Regions from separate parts of the Mus musculus genome. Here all the other regions are linked to region 3. A link is a contact called in public Hi-C data. All regions are on one chromosome and are shown on one strand. The core of a region is the stretch at or near the end of the contact, and the rest is flanking DNA. Distances in the headings are between cores, read along the strand shown. Region 1 overlaps Chrm3 (cholinergic receptor, muscarinic 3, cardiac). Region 2 overlaps Chrm3 (cholinergic receptor, muscarinic 3, cardiac). Region 3 overlaps Chrm3 (cholinergic receptor, muscarinic 3, cardiac).

Region 1 (3,962 bases), core at 703-3,202, 140 kb before region 3:
GACAGCCCATACCTTTAAATCACCAGTAGTCTAACTGCACCGATGTCTAGAGACTTTGGGAAACAGCTGCAATGAAAGAGAGTCTGTGAAGCAGAGATGAGCTGAAGCTCATTGCTCAGGCTGTCATCTCTGTCCTGTGCACACCAATGCCATCATTATTTAGCAAGAACTGCAGAACTCAAACTTGATTACATCATGTGAAAGGCAGTTATTAGTCCCACCACCCAGATCCCAATGTCCTTCTTCCTTCCTGTCCCCCTCCCTGTCTTTCTGCTGATGGTCATTCTGTTTTCAGTGTCCAGTCTTTCTTCAAGTGCTGTAGCTTCATGTACTAACTTCCACTCCAAATCCCTATCACACAGATCTGAGTCCAAGAAGCTGTTATAACTAAGGTTCCTTCGTGAGTGAGCTGACAGATGCCCCAGGGAAAGCAGATCAGGGGTCCTTACAGAATCTGTTTCCAGCTTCACCTCCACAGTTAGGTCTGACCTTTCTTTGCTTTAGGTAGACCTCCATAGGACATTGGGAGATGTCTCTGTGTCCCACACTCATACTCATGTCATTGATGTATCTTTTGGTATTGGAGGGATGTAACATTTTGAGTTATATTTCTGAAACTTTGTCTTTGACAACAAAATCCAGATTTATGAAGTTAATCCAATATCAATGTATTTTCAAATGATATATTTTTACATTTTTCAATGTATATAATATAAATGTACTTGATAACAATGATGGTACTGTAAGAAAATTGCCATCATAACATGATCCTATGCCCTATAGCTCTTTACTCTGTAGCGTCATTTGTAGCTTTGTTATTATATTATTTCCCAAATAATACCATTTATTGTTAATCCTGTCATTTTCTGTTTTTCATATGCTTTCTAAGATTTCTAACGATTATAATTTTTGAGTTATATATAAATGTGACTTTTTTTCCATTTTTATTAGGTATTTAGCTCATTTACATTTCCAATGCTATACCAAAAGTCCCCCATACCCACCCACCCCCACTCCCCTACCCACCCACTCTCCCTTTTTGGCCCTGGCGTTCCCCTGTACTGGGGCATATAAAGTTTGCAAGTCCAATGGGCCTCTCTTTCCAGTGATGGCCGACTAGGCCATCTTTTGAAACATATGCAGCTAGAGTCAAGAGCTCCGGGGTACTGGTTAGTTCATAATGTTGTTCCACCTATAGGGTTGCAGATTCCTTTAGCTCCTTGGCTACTTTCTCTAGCTCCTCCATTGGGAGCCCTGTGATCCATCCATTAGCTGACTGTGAGTATCCACTTCTGTGTTTGCTAGGCCCCAGCATAGTCTCACAAGAGACAGCTACATCTGGGTCCTTTCAATAAAATCTTGCTAGTGTATGCAATGGTGTCAGCGTTTGGATGCTGATTATGGGGTGGATCCCTGGATATGGCAGTCTCTACATAAATGTGACTTTTTAACGATTTGTTGTTATTTATATATACATATATATGTGTGTGTGCGTGTATGCGAGTGCGCGCGCGCGTGTGGTGTGTGTGTGTGTGTGTGTGTGTGTATGGTGATGGGGAAATATGTGCCTTATAAGTTTAGGTACCATGGGAGGCAGGAAACATTGGATATTGAAGCCCCTGGAGCTAAGAGTTACTGGTGGTTGTAAGCTGCTGGATGTTGGTGCTGGAATCTGAACTCAGGTCCTCTATAATAGCAATATGTGCTTCAAATTGCTGATCCATCTCTCCAGCATATGTGTGTGTGTGCATATAAAATTATAAATGTGTGTATACAAATTTCTGTGTGACTTTTAATAAATTATAAAATTCTTTCTAATGATTTATGATATGAATGAATCTAATTAGTCATTGGTTACAACACTGACAGCAGTGACAGACACTGTTCAAGGCACTGGAGAGTCATTGTGGACAGACTTCCTGGTTTCAGGGTTCCAGCAATTGTTGAAGAGCTATCATGCTACTTCCTCTTTCAATAAGAGTTGAGTTTTGTGAATGAAAATGACAGTTAAAACCACACCCTGAGTGACAGTTCACTATGACATAACTTATTAAAAAGTATTTAGTCTTACTGTGGAAGGCAGTTTTAGGAAGACTGAATGGCAAGCACAGACAGTTCTCATATGGTACCTATCCCAAGGCAACCAACCACAAGCATGCCCACCAGCCCCATCCCAAACCAAGTACAGTGCTTGTTATAACCGACAAACCTTTGTCAACACATCATTGCTATTAAAAATCCATAGCTTACATTAGGGTTCTGTGTATGTGTGTGTGTGTGTGTGTGTGTGTGTGTGTGTGTGTGTGTGTGTACATCTATGCATATGCACATGAAATCCATAGTACAATTTTAAATGTCATTATTCAGTTGCTATCCATCTTGTTTGACAAAATGCTTGTTTGACACTACTCTGGAGCTCACCAAGTCGTCTAGACAGGCTGGCTGACCAACCTCAGGGTTCTGCCTGCCTCTACCTCCCACCTCTGGGATTTCAAATGCTCATCAGAGCACCTGGCTTGTTTCCCCATTTATTATTATTGATACATACATACATACATACATACATATGTAATATATGCCTAAACATGTAAATATAACCTGTTCAGTGAATTTTGTCTTACTTGTATGAGTTTTGAACTGACCATTTGATATTATATAATCAATTAGGGGACTCATCCCTAGATGAGACTGTTTCTCCCACCCTCAGCATTCCTTAGTCATCTGTAGTTCTATGTCTAGGTTTGGGGCATCCTAAGATTTCCCCTTCCATGTCTATTGGTGGTATCCTTGCCACTCTTATTTAGGCAGCCGTGGAGTAGCAGAGTTGAAGCTTCCCCATCATTCCTAGGAGGCACAGTTGACTCATAATTTTTTGAACCCCTCTTTCATGATGTTCCTTGAACCTTGGGTACAGGAATTGATGGCACAGGGCTTATTATGTGAGTTTTGGGAGTCCAAGGTCAGATTTATATATTTGAAGACAAGCACCTTACCATCTGAGCTATCACTTCAGCCTGGGCTTTACTCGCATTAAACTTGTAGTCCTAAGGGTTTTTACAAAGGTTCAGAGTCAATTACCCAACATCACAGTGTCATAGAGAGTAGTCCCACTGCCCAACGGTCATTTATACTTTGCTTCTTTACCCCTTTCTCTTTCCTCTTCTCCTTAACCCTAGCTATGCTTACCTCCTTACTGCCCCTGGCTTCCTTTAGTTTTGTCTCTTCCACAATGCACACAGATGGAGTCTTAACAACAAGCAGTCTTTTAGGATTGGCTTCTTTCACTTCCCAATATTCATTGGAGTATCTTCCTTTTTTTTTCATGACTCAATAGCTCATTTAATTTTAGAATGGAGCAAATTTCCATTGTCTGAAAGGTACCACATTTTATTTACTCATTCACCTACTGAAGAACATCTTGTTGCTCCCAAGTTTTGGCAGATATGATTAAAACTGCTATAAACATCTGTGATCTGCTTCACGGGGACCTAAGTTATCCCTGGTTTGGATGAGTGCCAAGGAGTGCAATCGCTGGATCATATGGTTAGGCTATGTTTAATTTTGTGAAACACAGTGAAATTCTGTTCAATATAAGCTGAGCCATTTTAAGTTCCACTAGCAATTCTCCGTCAGTAGAGTCCTATTGGGATTTCGTGATGTCAGTGTTTTAGAGGTGGGCTGTCCCATTAGGTGTGTCTTCTGTTCCTTAATTTTTAAGCCCTTTTCAATTTTTTATTTCATTTTTCTGTGTGTTAGTATTTTTGGCTACATGTATGTATATCACAACATGTCTTCAGTGGTCAGAGAATGTGTCATATTCCCGGGAATTGTGATATGTGAATGATTGTGAGTCACTGTGTGGCTCCTGGGAACCAAACCAGGTGTCCTCTCTATGACAAACAAGAGCTTTTAATCAATAAGCCATCTCTCCATCCCCAGTTTATTCCTTAAGGCCATGTGAG
Region 2 (4,404 bases), core at 796-3,295, 230 kb after region 3:
CAAAGTTACAATTGCATATAGAGATGTATCAGTTGGAATGTGCAAACAAATGGGAATATTAAAGAAAATCAGATATGTGGAACATGTCTGTCTGGCTATAAAGACAGTCTTTTAAGTGTGGACCTTAAAAAAATAGCTAGGAATTTCATAAATTCATTCTTTTTAATAGCTGAGTAGTACTCCATTGTGTAGATGTACCACATTTTCTGTATCCATTCCTCTGTTGAGGGGCATCTGGGTTGAAAAAAAAAAAAAAAAGAAAAGAAATGACTAAATTCAATGGAGGAACTAGAGAAAGCACCCAAGGAACTAAAGGGAACTGCAACCCTATAGGTGGAACATCTGGGTTCTTTCCAGCTTCTGGCTATTATAAATAAGGCTGCTATGAACATAGTGGAGCATGTGTCCTTCTTACCAGTTGGGGCATCTTCTGGATATATGCCCAGGAGAGGTATTGCTGGATCCTCCGGTAGTACTATGTCCAATTTTCTGAGGAACCGCCAGAATGACACCATTGCATACACTAGCAAGATTTTATTGAAATGACCCAGATGTAGCTGTCTCTTGTGAGACTATGCCGGGGCCTAGCAAACACAGAAGTGGATGCTCACAGTCAGCTAATGGATGGATCACAGGGCTCCCAATGGAGAAGCTAGAGAAAGTAGCCAAGGAGCTGAAGGGATCTGTAACCCTATAGGTGGAACAACATTATGAACTAACCAGTACCCCGGAGCTCTTGACTCTAGCTGCATATGTATCAAAAGATGGCCTAGTCGGCCATCACTGGAAAGAGAGGCCCATTGGACACGCAAACTGTATATGCCCCAGTACAGGGGAACGCCAGGGCCAAAAAGTGGAAGTGGGTGGGTAGGGGAGTGGGTGGGTAGGGGAGTGGGGGGGAGGGTATGGGGGACTTTTGGTATAGCATTGGAAATGTAAATGAGGAAAATAACTAATTAAAAAAAAAAGAATAAAAGGAGGTCAGAGGACCACCACAGGTTTCAGTCCCCACCTGCTGCCTTGCTTGAGACAGAGTCCCTTATTATTTTTGTGGCTGTATATAATAAGCTAGCTGGCGAGCCAGCTTCTATGGATCCTGCTGTCCCATCCCGCCACGCTAGGAGAGCAGGAATGACAGGAATACACACTATGGTGCTCCTTCTTTACTTGAATTGTAGGGCATCCAAACTTAGGTCCTTACTCTTGAGTGCCCAGTGTTTTACCAACTGAGCCATCCCCTGACCCCTAGGAGATCTTTAAGCAAAATGAATTCCACGGTTATGTAAGATCAAGCGGTATTTCCTCAAAGTGTAGCTGCTTCCCTTTAACAACAAAAGCCTAGCAGTCACAGGGGATGACATTGAATGACCTTCAGAATGTAGAAAGACAGTAGATAAATCTTAGATCTTACGTAAAGGTCTTCCCTCCTCTAAGAACCCTGGGGACACTGCACTAATTGGCTCCGATGAGAGGGGTCTTTCTGGTGTTTGAAAAGAATTACTCATGTTTGCTTTTGACTCCATTCCATTTCTCTAAAAACACTGATAAAAAAATGTTCTAGGCCTGAAAGGTGTTTGTGGAGATCCACAACTATCCTACTTAGATGTTTGGTTTTTTAGGTAAAACGGTGTTATTTCACAAGCCTCAGCCAAGCCTTTCACATCCTGTTGTCACGGTCAAATAAAAGCTTACGAAAGGCAGCAATCGGGCGGGAAGTCTGATACATCATCTTTTTAAAAACAAGCTTTCTCCCTTTTAAGTGGAATTTTATCCCACTTTTAGCCTTCAGGATTGTTTTGTTCACAAGAAGAATCACTGTACCATATTAGGCAACGTCTCTCCTCCTCACAGCTTGAGATGAAGATGAGGGCTTAGGTTCACAAGTTTGATTCCCTTTAAAGACATGTTTGAGTGGAAAGCTCTGTCCACCCTGTTTGATATCCTCTGCCGACCGACCTACCGCGTGACTGAACTAAGCTGAATTCCAAGTCTGTGGTCAGGGACAGCAGGCTGCTTAGGCATCTTACAGCAGCAAAGTTGTTCTTTGAGTCAACTTTGCCACCTAGTGGCCTGATGCGATCTTTCTATTCATGATGACATAGCTGCTGAGTGTTGTAATGAACTATGACAGAAAACAGACACACTCCTGTCCAAAGCAGAGACCCAAAATAAGCCCTGAATATGACATATACCAGATTTACAAAGAGGAAACACCATGTATCTGGTCTTTCAAAAAAAATGGTTGCAAACTGCAAAAGACTTCCCACGATTAGGATAAGAAAAAGAATAATTAAAGTGGAGATAGAATTAGAGAGCTGGAGAGATGGCTCCATGGTTGAGAGCACTTGCTGCTCTTGCATGGGACATGGGTTTGAATCCCAGCATCCGTGTGCTGGTTCACAGCCCTCTGTAACTACAGTCCCGGGGAATTGGATATACTCTCCTGACCTCTCTGAACACCAAACACACCGGTAGTGCACAGACTGTGCAAGCAAAACATTCACACATAAAATAAGCAAATCTAATTTAAAAATATAAAGAAATAGAAATAATTTAGAGTTCTGGGAGCAAGAAGTAACTTAGACTTTCCAAGTAAGAGGTTTAAAAGTTGAGAGTTTCGGCTCACTTTTCTGGATAGATGATAGGACTATATGCTTTGTGGACCAGAAGGACGAGAGAAGCTATAAGAAAATAGCTGACCTGAGACTTATTTCCAAATTTCTTACATTCTTTGATACTGTTGCTCAACTGAACAAGTCTAGTTGTTTTCAGTTTATAAAATATCATGTGACTGTCTGCAGGGAGGGATTTCTTACTGCCTGCATGACTGACTTTAGAAAAACAAGACTTTATTCATGTCTTTGCTCTCAGTTGTAGGACAGATCGTAAGCACATAGGCTGTGACTTCTGGATTCCACAGACCAAACACAGCAGCTTACAATAAGTGATTTTAAGGAGATTTGCTGATGCCAAAATTATTTTCTTTTAGTCCTACTCATTTTTTTTTAACTTTTTAAAAACAAATTTCAAGAGCCAGTGAGATGGATCAACACACAAAGGCACTTGCAACCACTGTTGACCTGAGGCACATTCCCAGCACCCACATGGTAGAAAGAGAGCACCAAATCCCCCAGATTGTCTTCTGACCTCCACCCATGCACCATGGCATATGCACCCACAATATGTATATCACATGTACAAAAAAAGATAAGCTAATAAATAAATATAATAAAAACACTTTAAACAAATTTATTTCTGTACAGTTGGCATTCACAACAAATGAAAAGAGTCAATGGTTTCTACCATGACACAGATTTACATAACCTGATACAGCAGATTATTGCATGTGTGGTCAGAGCAATTCAAATCCACTTGTTTGTTAAAAAAAAAAAAAAGTATAGTTAGGATTAGCTATAACCCTCAAGTTATATATTAGAGAGGTAGACTAGCCTAGAATATTCACTTGCTACTTTAACCAAATAGGTGAATCAAGAGCCATTATCTATGGATAATCAAATTGTTCCTTCAGAACTGCAGGGAACAAAGGGAGATTTTAGTAGTAGTAGTAGTAGTAGTAGTAGTAGTAGGAGGAGGAGGAGGAGGAGGAGGAGGAGTAGAAGTAGTATAAATGCAAGGTCGAAGTGGTTCTATTGATTCAGATGTAGCTATGTCTAGTGTTGAAAGGCCTGTCCTCAGATTGTATCTGTTTCTCAGGGTTTCACCCCATCCTGCTGCTACCTCATCTTCCATTTGCCTTCCCTTACTCTCAGATTTTGTACACAGATACAAAGGTGGTGAACAGCACCCAGCACCTCCAAAGACGAAAGACCTTTCTATCTTCCTAGCATCTACATGCATTGGCCAAGCTGATGCACTTTGTTTGGCTATGTGTCAAGTCCATGACTGTGGTCAAGGACTCGGGGCCAGGTGACAAATGCCTGTCTCAAACCTTGCTGGAAGAGTGTCAGCTTGGACACAAAAGAAAGCCAGTCATAGGAATCTGTCACCCTTTAGCAAGAAAGGATGAGAGACGACAGACAAGAAGCCTTGGGATTTCTGGATATTATGTTTCTTTATGTAATGAAATCCGCATGGTCATCATAAGACAAAAAAACAAGACACCAGAACATTATTCGTTCCCATGAGAGCAGAACCCTGAACCATGCCACAATGGCAAGGGACCCTTGCCATGGGTGTTAGTGCATGACACAGAGTAGCACTAAACTGGTAATATGTGTAAATAAGGTTGCTGTGCAAACCTGGCAGAAAAAAAGAAAAACTTTTTTAGATTCTGTGTCTAAGAACCTTTGCAGAAAATGAGACCCTAGGAAGATAAAGTCTCTCCAGAAAGTATATAAGAAATAAGCATGCTATCCAATGTTATAAAAAATAAGTATATCACAT
Region 3 (3,943 bases), core at 388-2,887:
AAGACTATCAAGACCCTGAGTCTATTCTTCTATGAACTGTGCACTTATTTTCAATATAGTTATACAGTTTTTATATATTTTTAGAATTAAGAATAAAAGGATGGGTAGAAAGGCAATAAATATTTTATTTTAAATATTTTTATTTTAATTTTTTACACTATAATAAAAGTAGATCATTCTTCTATTTTCCCCCCAAGCCTTCTATGCACAACTGCCACCATTGTCACCATCACCAATGACTGTTCTCTTTCAATATCATAGCTCCTTTTTCATTAATTGTTCTTACATCACTTCAAAACATATAATGTATTTTAAAATACTATTTGAAAGAAAATCGGGATAAATAAGCAGATACTTGAATACTCTGTGTGTGTGTGCACACGCGCACGCGCGCGTGCTTTAATTTATCCTGTTACATGGCTCTCTGCACTATTATAACTCATGTGAAATAGGTTTTTCATTTTCTCTGATTATGTACATCTACCTCATTTATATTTTTAAATAATTTCTAAAATGTGAATTTGATATTTTATTGAAACTCATATCAATAAGTTGCTGAATAATGTTTCGGTTAAAGGTCAAGTTTTTGCTTTCTCTTGCATTACTGTTAATTATAATTTTTTTAAGACACTTTGGAAAGTAATCATGTTCTACAGCTAAAAAAAATGAAATAAACGATCAACATATATAATGAAAAAAAAAAAGATTACGCTTAAAGGAACATTGCTGTCCCATTTTCTTGTTTCCAGGAGTTGCATGGTCACTTGATGATTTTGAACTGGAAATTGAGCTGTTATTTTGGAATATTGATCTGACAGCTGTCAAAGAGATGAAGCAGAAATTAGTAAGGAGTCAGAAAAAATGAGTTAGTATCAGTGGACCAAGGGAAAGTAATAGTCTCTGGGTTGGATTTGTAATATGATTTCTCTTATTCACGATTTTGTTTCCCAAATTTCTGTTACCTACAGACAACTAATTAATCAATCAATCAAGAAGATATTAAATGGAAAATTCCACAAGTAAACAACTCACAAGTTGTAAATCAGTTGTAAATTGTACCTTTTCCTAAGCAGGGTTATGAGGTCTCCCGTGATTTTAGTCAGTCCCACTTAGGACATGATCTATCTTTTTCTTCTCAGGATCCATGCCATATGCGCTACATGCTTGTTAATACTTAGCCCTTCAGTTTATCAGACTGACTATCATGGCTTGGCAGTACTTTGTTCAAATGACCCTTACTTTATTTAGTAATAGGTCGGGAGAGCAGAAGTAGCAGAGCAAAGAAGACGCCCAGGCACAAAGCACTGGAAGACAGAGTAACTTGAATGCTATGTGAAATGCTTCAGGACATAGAAGAAAATACATATCGCCTATACAGTTTCGTATTGTGATTAATTTTTTTCACATATCTGCTTATGCTGTGAGCACATCGCATGGATGACCTCTGACCCCTGTACTGGGGATGTAAATGCAAGGCATCGGTTAGCAATCCCTCTCTGACAGGCTCACATCCACGCCTGCATGTCAGAAAGAAGTCTGAGTGTCAGAGGAAAATAAGACTCACCCTGCTTCTCTCACTGGGCATTGCTCTTGCCAAGTTCCATCTTTGGTTATATTTTTATTAAAAGTGATTTGAGTTCCTTGTTCTATTTTTATGCTCCTGGAGAGGGGAAGAGAAAAAGGAAGAGTTCTATTCATGTGTCATAGTTCTAGACTTATAGTAGTTTGCTAATTATAAGTTCCATTGTCTTGGTCTCAAAAGGAATCCACGGGGTGAACTAAGTATAGTCAGGAGTCCTAGACCCCAGTGATTACACAGCTGTGAACTGTGCAGCCAGAATGTCAGCCAGCCTTAGTATTTTTGCATGCCAAAGGGCCAAGCAGAATCATGTCAAACTGTTTCTTGTTTTGTCACAAAAACAACTTTTTTTTGGGGGGGGGGGAGATCTAACAATAGAGCTCAAGGTTACTTCCTTATAAACTTTAGTCTCTTTCTTGACCTCACAGACTGAACTGGGATTTTTTTTTTTCCAATCTGTAGAATAGGAGATAATCTTACTTTTATCTATTCCTGCCTTTCTAGCAGATTTTTTGAGTTCCATGATTTCAAGATACTTTTTTTTTCTTTTTCTTTTCTTTTGGTTTTCCCAGACCAGGGTTCTCTGTATAAGCCTAACTGTCCTGGAACCCATTCTGTAGAACAAGTTGGCCTCAAACTTAAGAGATCTGCCTGCCTCTGACTGGAATGACTGGATTATAGGTGTGCACCACCACTGCCCAGTCAAGATGTTTTGAAGAGACCAAAATTAAATACTCTTTGTATGTCTTGTGTATATGGTAAAGGGATGGCTCTCTGATGTGTAGTTCTCTAAGCCAGAGATTGGCTGTCTTCTTGTTCTCTTCCACCCTGGTGTCCATCTGCTTTTCTTTCATCTAAAGTTAGTTTATTGATCTGTATGATCATGCAGGCCAAAATAATATTCACTCAATCTTGAAACACTTCTCTAGGTCCATATTCTACAGGCTTTACAAGTAATATGAAATAAGCAATTGACCTCGTGTCAATTACCCTTTGGCAGAAATTAATATTAAGGGCTGGAAAGGCAGCTCAATGGAAGAATGCTTTCCTGGCATTCACAAGTAACTGAATTCCATCCTCAGCATATCATGTAAAAAGGTAAGTAGATATGTATATGGTAGGTAGATAGATGAATGGATGCATAGCTAGATGACAGATAGATAGATGACAATAGCTAGATGATAAATAGATGATAGATAGATAGATAGATAGATAGATAGATAGATAGATAGATAGATAGATAGATGACAATAGCTAGATGATAAATAGATGGTGGATAGATAGATGATAGATAATAGGTAGATGATAGATAGATACATAATAGATACATAGACAAATCAGACAAATCTTTTGTTTTGTTTTGCTTTTTGAGTTTTTTTGCTTTGGTTTGTTTGTTTATTTTGTTTTGGTTTTTTGAGACAGGGTTTCTCTGTGTAGCCCTGGCTGTCCTGGAACTCACTATGTAGACCAAGCTGGCCTCGAACTCAGAAATCTGCCTGCCTCTGCCTCTGCCTCCCAACTGCTGGGATTAAAGGTGTGTGCCACCACTGCCCAGCTCAGACAGACAAATCTATAGCAAATGAATAGCACAATGAAAAGGAACTAAAAAATTGGCATTAGGATTATTGGTAATATTTTAAATTTCATCATTTTTTCACATTGTCCATAGTGTATTTTAAAAGCTAGCATTAAATTATTTTTCCAACTTAATTAGTCATACTTTACTTTTGTTACCTACCTGGGTTCTTTCTAAAAACTTCAACCTTTAAATATGTGATGTATACATGATGTATACATGAAAGATAAATTTTCTTACATACCAATGGGTCACAAATTTTGTATTTCAAAGTATTTTAGGAAACAATATAGAGTTCTGAATGTTTAGCTTTACAAAGTAGGGACATTTGCATTAATCTTTGCTGTTAACATTTTTAAGAAAACTCAGTATAAAGTAAGGTTATACTGACACAGGACCTACTCCTATAACAAAGGAGTTGGGGCAGGGGGAGCTTAAGAGGTGCTTTGCACAGAACTTGGCTCTCTCTGCTCCACCTCTAGATACATCTCATTACCATTTTATTGGCACATCTCTGAACCTTCTTCTTCTATGAGAATTTTTATAATCTATATTTGCTTTTTATTTAAAGTAGATAACTCAGAACTGTCTGTAACTCCTGTTCCAGGGGATCTGTTCCATTTTCTCATGGAGACATACATGTAGGCAAAACACTAATGCACATAAAAATAAATATAACATATAAAAATAAATAACAGAAAGGATTTGAAGACATAAAGTTTTAATTCTCTGGGCTTAATTTAACTTTAAAAGAGTCACACGTGGCTGCTTCCCATATTCAACAACAG

The links. Hi-C and Micro-C count contacts between places; a contact is called where the count stands out from the background.
Region 1: a Hi-C map of bone marrow-derived macrophages shows a contact between it and region 3, with 1.4 times the contacts expected there. The contact joins two enhancer-like sites. A contact is called at or near these places in 3 of 484 Hi-C or Micro-C datasets (bone marrow-derived macrophages, peritoneal macrophages and pre-B cells).
Region 2: a contact with region 3 is called in a Hi-C map of bone marrow-derived macrophages, with 2.9 times the contacts expected there. The contact joins two enhancer-like sites. A contact is called at or near these places in 6 of 484 Hi-C or Micro-C datasets (bone marrow-derived macrophages, cortical neurons, liver and 1 more) and 1 of 115 datasets of contacts at active chromatin or transcription factors (microglia).

The regions. Positions count from the first base shown.
Region 1 is chr13:10,251,256-10,255,217 of GRCm38.p6, reverse strand. The region is part of intron 1 of Chrm3 (cholinergic receptor, muscarinic 3, cardiac); the gene reads left to right. Among named protein-coding and RNA genes, the nearest start is that of Gm26861, 110 kb to the left of the region's middle. Within about 2 kb of position 1,952, at least 41 of the 459 cell types and tissues checked have an H3K27ac peak or open chromatin away from gene starts, as enhancers often do. A contact at or near this core is called in bone marrow-derived macrophages, where this site is marked.
Region 2 is chr13:9,880,127-9,884,530 of GRCm38.p6, reverse strand. The region is part of intron 4 of Chrm3 (cholinergic receptor, muscarinic 3, cardiac); the gene reads left to right. Among named protein-coding and RNA genes, the nearest start is that of Gm40665, 86 kb to the right of the region's middle. Within about 2 kb of position 2,045, at least 43 of the 459 cell types and tissues checked have an H3K27ac peak or open chromatin away from gene starts, as enhancers often do. A contact at or near this core is called in bone marrow-derived macrophages, where this site is marked.
Region 3 is chr13:10,107,570-10,111,512 of GRCm38.p6, reverse strand. All of the region lies in intron 3 of Chrm3 (cholinergic receptor, muscarinic 3, cardiac), which reads left to right. Among named protein-coding and RNA genes, the nearest start is that of Gm26861, 250 kb to the left of the region's middle. Within about 2 kb of position 1,637, at least 12 of the 459 cell types and tissues checked have an H3K27ac peak or open chromatin away from gene starts, as enhancers often do. A contact at or near this core is called in bone marrow-derived macrophages, where this site is marked.